Linked DNA regions of Mus musculus: region 1 is linked to region 2. Evidence: chromatin contacts called from public promoter capture Hi-C data. All regions are on one chromosome and are shown on one strand. Each heading gives the region's core, a stretch centred on a gene start, on an enhancer-like site or on the middle of the called end of the contact. The rest is flanking DNA. Distances are from core to core; before and after follow the strand shown. Region 1 has its middle 23 kb from the start of Pus7l. Region 2 holds the start of Pphln1 (periphilin 1).

Region 1 (4,591 bases), core at 699-3,198, 1.1 Mb before region 2:
AAAATGTGATTTTTGCTGCATTTTCTTCTGTATCGGTGGAACTCAACCTGTGTGGGTCATGACCCCTTTGGGGGTCAAATATCAGATACCCTGCATTTCAGATATTTACTTTATGATACATAACAGTAGCAAAATTACAATTAGGAAGTAGCAACAAAATAACTTTATGGTTGGGGGGTCATCACAGCCTGAGGAACTGTGTTAAGGGGTCACAGTGTTAGGAAGGCCGAGGACCCCGGTTCTGTATATTAGAGAGCGAATCAGAAGTCAACTCAAAGTCCACCCGTAAAGAACATAAGTGAGATGAGCTGAGTCAGATCGTTAGCAAGCGTAGTTACTATAGTCGCTGATGCACATTTAGTAGCATTAGAAAATGTTTTAGAGGAGCAACACACATATTTGACACATGCCGTGCTCACCAGTGAAGCTTATTTTAGTGCAGACAAAGCTCCGTTCCAGGCATCGCATATGCTAAGCAAATGCAGTCTCTCAGCTATATTTGTATTTCTTTCAGTATCCTTTCAATTAAAAAAAATTATAAAAGAATGTTAAAACAAAAACAAAACCCATAGCCACTGGGGACCAGCTGCCCCAGCTCCTGTTTGTTCAAGACCCTGTGCTTCCTGATCAACAGTAACAGAGGGGACATTAACACAGATACCACTGTCATCAGTTAATGTAAGTACCGTGTGTTGAGAAGAGGCCGGGAACTCCACTGCTGTTACACGTCTGCAGGCACAACTTGGAAGAGAAGAAAAGAAAATGGCATTCTATTAAGATGATGAGTATTCAATTATATGTATATATATATATACATATATATATACATATATATACATATATATACACACACACACATATATATGTCAATTTTATGTGTGTAATGTAATAACTATATATATATATATATATATATATATATATAATGGCCATATATGATAGGATATTACATGGTATGTCATATGATATTACATATCATCTTTGTTACCTTTCTGTTCCTGCCAGGAAAAACCTTAACAAAAGCAATTTAAACGTGAAAGGGTTTATTCTGGCTCCCAGGTCCAAGGTGCAATCTGTCATGGCAAAGAAGTCATGGCAACAGGATCCCTGAGGGCTCAGGTCACCACAGTCAGGAAGTAGGGAACAGCAGGGATACTTGTCACTCACATCCTCCTTTTTATACAGTCCAGGATCCAAGCACTGGGAATGGCGCCGCCTGTTGTGGGTGGGGCTTCTTGCCCCAATCCCTCTAAACAGGATAATTCTTCACATGTGTGCTGAGGGTGGTTGTCTTCAAGTGACTCTAATCTCCTAAAATTGACAATCGAGATAACCCATTACAGCTGCTTCAGCAATCTCAAAATACAAATGAAGTTGGATATTATGGTACCGTTAGTTTTTAAAGTGGCCCTCATGATTTTAGCGATGACTGAAAATGAAATGATACTCTATAAAGTAGCAAAACTTGGGAGGGGAGGGATATTTTCATTCCCTCAGTGAAATTATATTTTATGAATTAAATATGAAAATCAGTTATATAAAACTTAACCTAGTGTTCTTTTAAATAGCATTTCTTAGAGCCTGTCAAGCATTTAAAACATGCTGTCATCAATATTCCTGTCTTGGCCTGTAGGTGGCACTGTAAGCTTATATTTCTCATACAGTAAACGGAGCCAGCAAAAAGCATATCTTTGTTATCCATCATAACTAGAACATTATTTAGCTGTTACGCATACCGAAAGTCGTTCCATTTAACAGTATTTGGTATGAAATATATTTTTTAATTCCAAGGACCTTATTATGTCTTAAGAACCAACTGATGATAGCTTCATAAGCATAACCTTTGCTCTAGTTTTAATTACCAAGGTTACATTTGAGACTAATGGTGCGTAAGGACCAGGAAGGTGAACAGTCTTAACTTTGAGGTGTTTTGCTGTATTACCACAGTCAGGGGGTGTGAACCCCCGGCCTTGCTCACCCTAAGCAAGTGCTCTGCTGGCTGAGCTGAGAGCCACACCGCATCTTATCAAGGCACAACTGCCTTGTTTTTGTTTGTTTGTTTTGTAACTTGTAAAAGTTGAAATCTCGGTAACTTTAGACACAGTTAACATTTATTAGCGTTGTATAAGTATCTCTCATATTAATCCATACTCATCCCAACCCCCATTGGGAATGTAATATTTCCTGCTTTGGGCAGTTTAGAAGCCTATCTGAGTGATCTGTCTCAGATCAGACAAGATGTGGTGTGGAATTGAACTTGACCATGCTTCCTAGGTGTCTTACATAAGGTCACTATTGCAAAAGCAAGTTGGGGAGGAAAGGGCTTATTTCACACAGAGCTCCAGGTAACAGTTCATCAGCAAAAGCCTTGAGGGCAGGAAGTTAAACAGGGCAGGAACTAGAGGCAGGAGCTGATGCAGAGCTCATGGAGGGTGCTGCTTACTGGCTGGCTCCTCATGGCTTGCTCAGCCTGCTTTCTTATAGAACCCAGAACCACTAGCCCAGGATGGCACCACCCACAATGGGCTGGAACCTCCCTCTTTGATCACTAATTGAGACAATGCCTTATAGCTGGATCTCATGGAAGCATTTCCTAAATTGAGGCTCCCTCCTTTTGATGACTTTAGCTGCTTTCAAGTTGACATAAAACCAGCCAGGACACCAGGTCCTGGCTTTCCCCAGTGTTGCCTTCTGAGAGCAAGCTCTGTGGTAATAATTTCTCTGTCTACAAACTTAATACCGTCTTCTGCTGCTGAGCAGGCACATGGTGGATGTCTTGAGGGAGAAATAATATTCTTTCTGAGATGCCAATCTAAGTAGAAGATCCAAATTATTCTGGTGTCATTCACATATTTGAGTATGTTCCACAGGGGTATATTAAAATCGCTATAGCTGATAGGAAACCGAGTTGATACCTGAGGCAATTCTAAATGTCACAGGAAAAGCTGAGTGACGAAGTTTAGTCCTAATTCAGAGCTAGCTTCTCTAGTCCTTCCAGAGGGCATTGTGCTTAAAGAAGAAGCGAGTCGACTGATTCTAGTTTATACACATGACTGGCATCTGCTGGTTCACTTTATTATTATTATAATATTATAATTACGTTCATATTATTATTATCATTATTATTATCATCATCATTATTAATTATTCTTTCATAAAATACATCCAAACCAGTTTCCCCCCTCTCCATTTCTCCCTGCTCCTCCTTCCCCTCTTCCTCTGTTTACCTTCAGAAAAGAACAGAGCCCCCAGGATGTCAACCCAACATAGCATAACAAGCCACACTAACACTAGGCACAAACACTCTTACCAGGGCTGGGCCACGCAAGCTAGTGGGAGGAAAAGGGTCCCAAGAGCAAGCAAACGAATCAGAGACTGCCCCACTTCCACTATTAGGAATCTCACAAAAACACCAAGGCTAACAACCATAACATAAGCAGAGACCCTAGTGATGACCCACACAGGCTCCGGCATTGTTCCTTCAGCCTCTATGAGCCCTGCTTAGTTGATTCCGTGGGCCGTATTCTCCTGGTGTCCTGGACAGCTCTGGCTCCTTACAATCATTCCTCTGCCTGCCACAGGGTTTTCCGGAGCTCCAAGGGGAGGAACGTGAAGGCAGAGTCACATTTTCAATGGAAGCTACAGACACACACTCGAGTGGCTCCAAGTTGAGGGCGTTCTGGAGATGCAGAAGGAAAGAAGATGACATCTGGCTTGGGACGCTAACAGTGCTTCATGCTTTCCGGGTTTTTATTTGGTTTGAAATGCCACCTACAGAAAGAGTAGCTGGCAGACTGAACCGCAAGGAGGAAGGCAAGCGCAGGCTTCCGGTGGATTTCTGGTTCCCCAAGTGACCAGTGGTGTGCCGGGGGCCGCTCCCAGCGCCCCTTCTAAACCCTTAAATGATACTTGTATTATCATGTCTAAGAGTTTTGAAAGGTCTTCTTAAAAATGTGCTTGAAGTAGTACGGGTAAGGCTGCTATCTAAGAGTGTGTCAGTTTAAAGAACAGGGAGTGGTCTTAATGGATTTGATCTCCTGCAATTCCTGTTTGATGCGTCAGGAACACCTCCAAGTAAAGAAAATGACTCTACTCTTCTTAAGCAATTCGTTTTCTCACTCTGAGGCAAGGAGTTAATTTACGCTGCCTGTTAGGATGGGCTGTCTCTTACTGAGAAATGTCGCAGTTCCGGGAAAGGGTAAAAATAGCCATGGACTTTAAAATTCAGACGTTAGAAAATGTGAAATGCGAGATAAACGATAAGTTTCCTTAATAAATACCCAAGTGAACTACGAATATAGAAATAAAATCCCAGTTATAGGGTGAGAATTAGACATGAGTTCAAAGCAAGAGCTCTTGGGTTACTTTAAAAGGGAAGGGGTCAAAGAATCGGTCTCCCTAGCTGAGGCCAACCGGGCAACAGGGCAGGGCGGTGACTTTTATACCAAGTCACCCGACTCTAAGAAGCCTTTGTGGTGTTTTCCTAGTCTGGGTAAGTCAGGATTCTGCAGCTCTCAGTACAATAGGATCTTAATTTTGGCTTTGGTTGTCCCCCCCCCCCGCCCTGCCCCCCACCCCCCCCTCCCCCCTG
Region 2 (5,117 bases), core at 2,263-4,762:
CAAATGTAACACGTGGCAACAGGAATGAAAGAATTCTAGTCACACTGCACCTCCAGAAATGCTGATTAATCTATTAGAGTAGAGTTGGGAATGTCAAAGCCCTGAGGCCCAATTACAACTTACTACAGGCTATCTTAGCCCTCCAATAAGACATTCCTTTCCTATCTGTGTTTGATCCAACAGCCTTGTGACTAACAGGAACCATTTCAAAAGTATACGTTTGACAGACCACTGGCTTCCACCAACCAAACGGCTCAGAGTGCTGTCAGATACCAATCAAGCTAAAGACAATAGCTGAGCTCTCCAGCTTGGCTGCAATGAGCCTGGCTACCTGATGTTTCTAACAACTTAGTTTAAAATGCCTCCAATTATGACTTTCTTTGCTGTTACTATAAAAACTTCACGAGCCGGGCATGGTGGTGCATGCCTTTAATCCCAGCACTTGGGAGGCAGAGGCAGGCGAATTTCTGAGTTCGAGGCCAGCCTGGTCTACAGAGTGAGTTCCAGGCCAGCCAGGGCTACACAGAGAAACCCAACAACAAGCAAACAACAAACAAAACCTTCATGAAACTGTTGCCGTATTAGGACATGGAATTATTTGCAGTACCTGGAATCTGTGTTTCCAGACCACACTAACTACCACTTGGCTCCAGAATAAACACTAATCCACAATGAGGTATTTTCATGTCAACAACATGCTTAAATTGTTTCTTTTATGATCCCCAATGTATTGTACTACATACTGAGGAAGTTTGACTGTCCATTGCATGTGATAAAATTATATGAGCAGACAATGCCAGACACTTACCTGTGTTTTAATATTTATGAATCCAAACCTTCACATCGGTAGAACTTAAAATCTTATCTGATGAGCATGCTTTCCCTGCCTCACCCTCCATCTCACAGAATACAAAGAATCAAGCAGTTGCCAGTGTATATTCGTGATGAGTGACTTCCTTAATCAAGAATCGTAGAAATCCTAAGTTCAGACTTCTCTACCCTCCACAGTCTCTGGTAATTGTCTCACCTAACCTATTCCAGGCAAAAAGCATTACCTGTGTCTCAAGCCCCACACTGGCTAGCCTGGATCTCTCCAAAGTCTTCCTATTCTCTTTCAATTTCCATCCATACCCATGGCTCAGTTCACAAAGCTGTTACTCTCTAAAAACACATCACCAGACTGTCCCAACACCTAAAAGATCTAAAAGTAGTAATTAATAGGCAACGTGTGACTTTTATCTGAAAAAACACTTAAAAATCTGAAATATAAACCTTGTGTTTGGCATAATATAAACCTTTAGTCTCAACACCTGGGAGGCAGAGGCAGTTGGATCTCTGAGTTTAAGGCCAGGCCAGCCTGGTCTACAAAATGAGTTCTAGGACAGCCAGATGCTACACAGACAAAAGGCTGAGATGGGGGGGGGGGGGGGTTAGTAGTATTTGAGTGGGTATAGGACACACCTTCAATCACTTGAGAGACAGAAGCAGGCAGATCTCTGTTTAATTTGAGACAATTTACGGGGGGGGGGGGGGGGCTGTATTTGAACTATTTCTTGAATAGACTGCATGACCTAGCAACATTGAAATCACTCCACACAAACTACCCATGTGCCATTTGTTGTTCCTAAGTAGCTGATGACCTGACCGGATCCTGCCACCCACTCACTCACTACCTAAAACCTCTAAAAACGGCAAACAGCAGCAGCATTCCAAGGATAAGCAAAACAAACACTCCCACCCTCAGCGTTTAATTTAAATTCAAGATGAAAGACACAATCAGGAAGCAATTGGCTCCTGCTGGAGGGGGCTTAGAAGAACCTAACTTTGGGAACTTAGGGAAAGACTACTCAAAAATAAGAGCTGGGCTAAGCCCGAGGAAGGCCAGTAATCAGAACGTAGGAGGGCTGAGGCAAAACAAGAGAATCACCAGTTCTAGGCCCTGCTTGGGGGGATGGGGGGTAGGGGATGGGGATTATATTAATAGAAAGAGGTAGAAGGCAGGGAAATCATAGGACCAAAAGGAAAAATGAGAACAAAAACTGAAAGAAAAAAAAAATCAAGGAAATGCAATCAATTCGATACAGATGGAGCAACACCAAATCTTAAAACCCAGATGTCAGGGGAAAAAAAAAAAGTTCAATTTAAAGGCAAAAGCCACAGCTTTGTTAAAGAGTCAGAAAACGCAAGACAGTTTCAAAACAAGGCTAATAAGTGTTTGCTAAGCAGACAAAATAAGATTCCAGGAGCACAGACGATGCGCTCAGGGTGAACTAAGGAAGGAGAAGCAGTGGTACCCCCAAATCGAGAGGAAGCACGAAACAGCGCGGAGAGTTAAGGCTCAAACAATTAGAAGACCAAAGGGGCTTACATCGTGGGCGATAACCAAGCACAACCGGGATGTGAAGCCTGGGAGTTTGGGCTGGCCACAAGTTTGCCATGAGAATTAGTCCCAGTGGTCCCTTGGTGGACGCCAAGGAATTAATGCCTCTCAAAACTCAGCGGCGCCCTGGGTGGATTGCACTTCGTCCCTCCGCTTCAGTCAGGATTGATTGTGCAGGCTCCACGACAGGCTCTGGGCTCCGGGCTGCTGACACGCAGGTTCCCAGGGAGTAGTTACAGGCCTGGTCTGTACGTGCTGGTGGGTAGAAGTTAAGTTTAAACTACCGGGCAAAATAAGCATTCGGATTTCTCTGTAGAAACGACGAGCTCTTAAAGAATAATCAGTGTAGCCGGGCGGTGATGGTGCACGCCTTTAATCCCTGCACTCTGGAGGCGAGGCGGGCGGGATCTCTGAGTTCGAGGCCAGCCTGGTCTACAGAGCGAGTTCCAGGACAGCCAGGGCTACACAGAGAAACCCTGTCTCGGAAAACAAAAAAATAATCAGTGCGTACCCATTCCATATTTTCAGAAAGGAAAAAATAGTAATAAACAACGGGACGATGGAGCTGAACATCTGTCCGTGCCAGTACTCAAGAATGGGTCACTGTGTGACTCCAACTGTCCCCACGTGGGCTTTGTCTCCCCGGCCACACTGACATTCTCAACAGCAAGTGGATTATTTTGGCACTCTTTTGTCCGTCTCTCAAAGTGCCTATTACAGAGTCGGTTAGGTCCAAAAAATAAAAAATAAGATAAAAACCCAGACTTCCTGACTGACCTGGCGTCACTGAAGTTGCCTGGCTGAGAACTCCCCTTTTGCTTACTAAACTCCTGCCGAGAAGCGGAACCTGGGTCTCACTCTCCTCCACACTTCGCTTTCCTCCCGCATCCACTGAGTCCCTCTCCAGGTTCCACTAGGAGTCCAGAATAAAGCACATCTCCATCGCCGCAGGAAACGTCCGCCCGCCCGCCCGCCGGCCGCATGCGCCCCTCGCGCCTCTGCGGAGAGCCACTCGCTCACCTACGTCCCACTGCTGAGCCTCCGCCTCTGTCGCCGCCGCCTCTGTCGCCGCCGCCTCAGCCGCCGGTGAAACCCGCGAAGCCAGACGTCCGCTCGCCCTAAAGGCACTTCCGGCGCGCGCGGTGACGTCGCCCGGCGCGCCAGCCTCCGGCCCGGGGCCGTCGGGGTTTGGGGGAGTCGGAAGGAGCGCTGCACCGCGCTGCGTTCGCGGACGCCCGCGCTTTTGCGCGCCGCGGAAGGCAGCCGGAGGTGAAGCCGCCGCGGGCTCGCATCCTCTCCGCTTCGCCTCTGCGCCGAAGGTAAGCTCCCACGGCGCCGGGCCCAGGAGACGGCCGCGGCCCGGGCCTCCGCCTCGGCCTCCGCCTCGGCCTCGGCCTCGGCCTCGGCCTCGGCCTCGACCCTGACCCCAGCTCCGGCCCCAGGAACGTCCAGCCGGGGTTAGCATTTCTCAGAGTGAGAAACTGGAAACGCGACAAGCAGGTTTTGGCTAGCTAAGGCTTTTTGAATAATCCTCCTACTGGGCCAGCGGGGCGCCCTCCGGGGTGCCGGGTCCATTGTCATTCATAGGGGTTCTTAACACTTGCTGCCGACCGACGCGATCGTTTCACCTGTAATTTGCAGAGTTTTAACAGTGACGTTGATTACTAAGCACATTGATAAATATACAGGTTAATGTCCCATTCAAAGTAGGTAATCCATGTAATAGAGTGTCATTTCATGATTTGGTTGTGCACGAAATTTAAAAATCTAAAGAACTTTATCAAAATGTGAAACTACCCCAAGCTTAACAAAACCGAGTCTCTGTCGTCATGGCCTACCTATATCAGTAATCCATATATACAGACGTAGATACAGGAGTTTTTTTAAAAACAAGAACAAAAGAGGCGGGGTAGACAGGTGTCCCTTTCGGAGGTGGGCGAATCCTTGGGAAACATCTTTTCCGCTTTTACCCTAAGAAGGCGTTAAAAATAGCCTTGTGGCTTCTCCATCTCTCTAAAACCCCTCTTCAATCGCACCGCAGCCCTAAAAGGCTTAACACCCGCTGCTAGAAAAGGAATATGGTAATTCACACCCTACCCACACTGGTACTCTAATCTCTTTAAATGAATGGAGCCTGAGGAATTCTACCCTAATTAAGTCAGTGATGGTCCTTGTTTGGTTCTACTTGGAGTAAGATTCCCAATGTCTCCTTTTTTTCCGTTTTAGAAATGAGCGGTGGCTTGGCGCCAAGTAAAAGCACAGTTTATGTATCCAACTTGCCTTTCTCCCTAACAAACAATGATTTATACCGGGTAAGTTGTATGTACATCTAACTAATGGATTCTTTCTTTAGAGACAATCTGAAGCTTAAGCAAAAATACTGCTCCCTGGGAAAATTTTTAGTTGATATCTTCTGCAAATTTTAGTGGGAAATTTTTCAATTTTGTTTTAATTTCCCAAAGAGAATTTGTTGTTTGTGTGTTTTTTCGAGGCAGGGTTTCTCTGTGCCTGACTGGCCTAGAACTCACTCTGTAGAACAGGCTATCATAGAACTCAGAGATCTGCCTTCCTCTGCCGCCTGTACTTGAGTGGTGGAACACTTGCCTAGAGTAGTTATCACACACCTGTAACCCCAGCACAGGGGAAGCTGAGGTAGGAAGATCAGCTTGGACAATTTAGACCCCATCTCACGAAAGAGAAAAGAGATACTGAATTAGGCTTGGAGGTGAGATTTTAG

Evidence for each region. Promoter capture Hi-C pulls out the DNA fragments that hold promoters and counts their contacts.
Region 1: a promoter capture Hi-C map of 3T3-L1-derived adipocytes shows a contact between it and region 2, with 8 times the contacts expected there. The contact joins the enhancer-like site here to the promoter of Pphln1 in region 2. A contact is called at or near these places in 14 of 39 promoter capture datasets (the 3T3-L1 cell line, 3T3-L1-derived adipocytes, the C10 cell line and 9 more), 2 of 484 Hi-C or Micro-C datasets (CD8 T cells and cerebral cortex), 1 of 115 datasets of contacts at active chromatin or transcription factors (forebrain) and 2 of 9 other capture datasets (adipose tissue and embryonic stem cells).

Annotation. Positions count from the first base shown.
Region 1 is chr15:94,517,763-94,522,353 of GRCm38.p6, reverse strand. No RefSeq gene overlaps it. Among named protein-coding and RNA genes, the nearest start is that of Pus7l, 23 kb to the left of the region's middle. Within about 2 kb of position 1,948, at least 2 of the 459 cell types and tissues checked have an H3K27ac peak or open chromatin away from gene starts, as enhancers often do.
Region 2 is chr15:93,396,745-93,401,861 of GRCm38.p6, reverse strand. Pphln1 (periphilin 1) reads right to left here and starts at 3,512. Exons shown (of 9, transcript NM_175363.4): 1 at 3,401-3,512. Zcrb1 (zinc finger CCHC-type and RNA binding motif 1) reads left to right here and starts at 3,528. Exons shown (of 8, transcript NM_026025.3): 1 at 3,528-3,699; 2 at 4,607-4,692. The coding sequence starts at 4,609.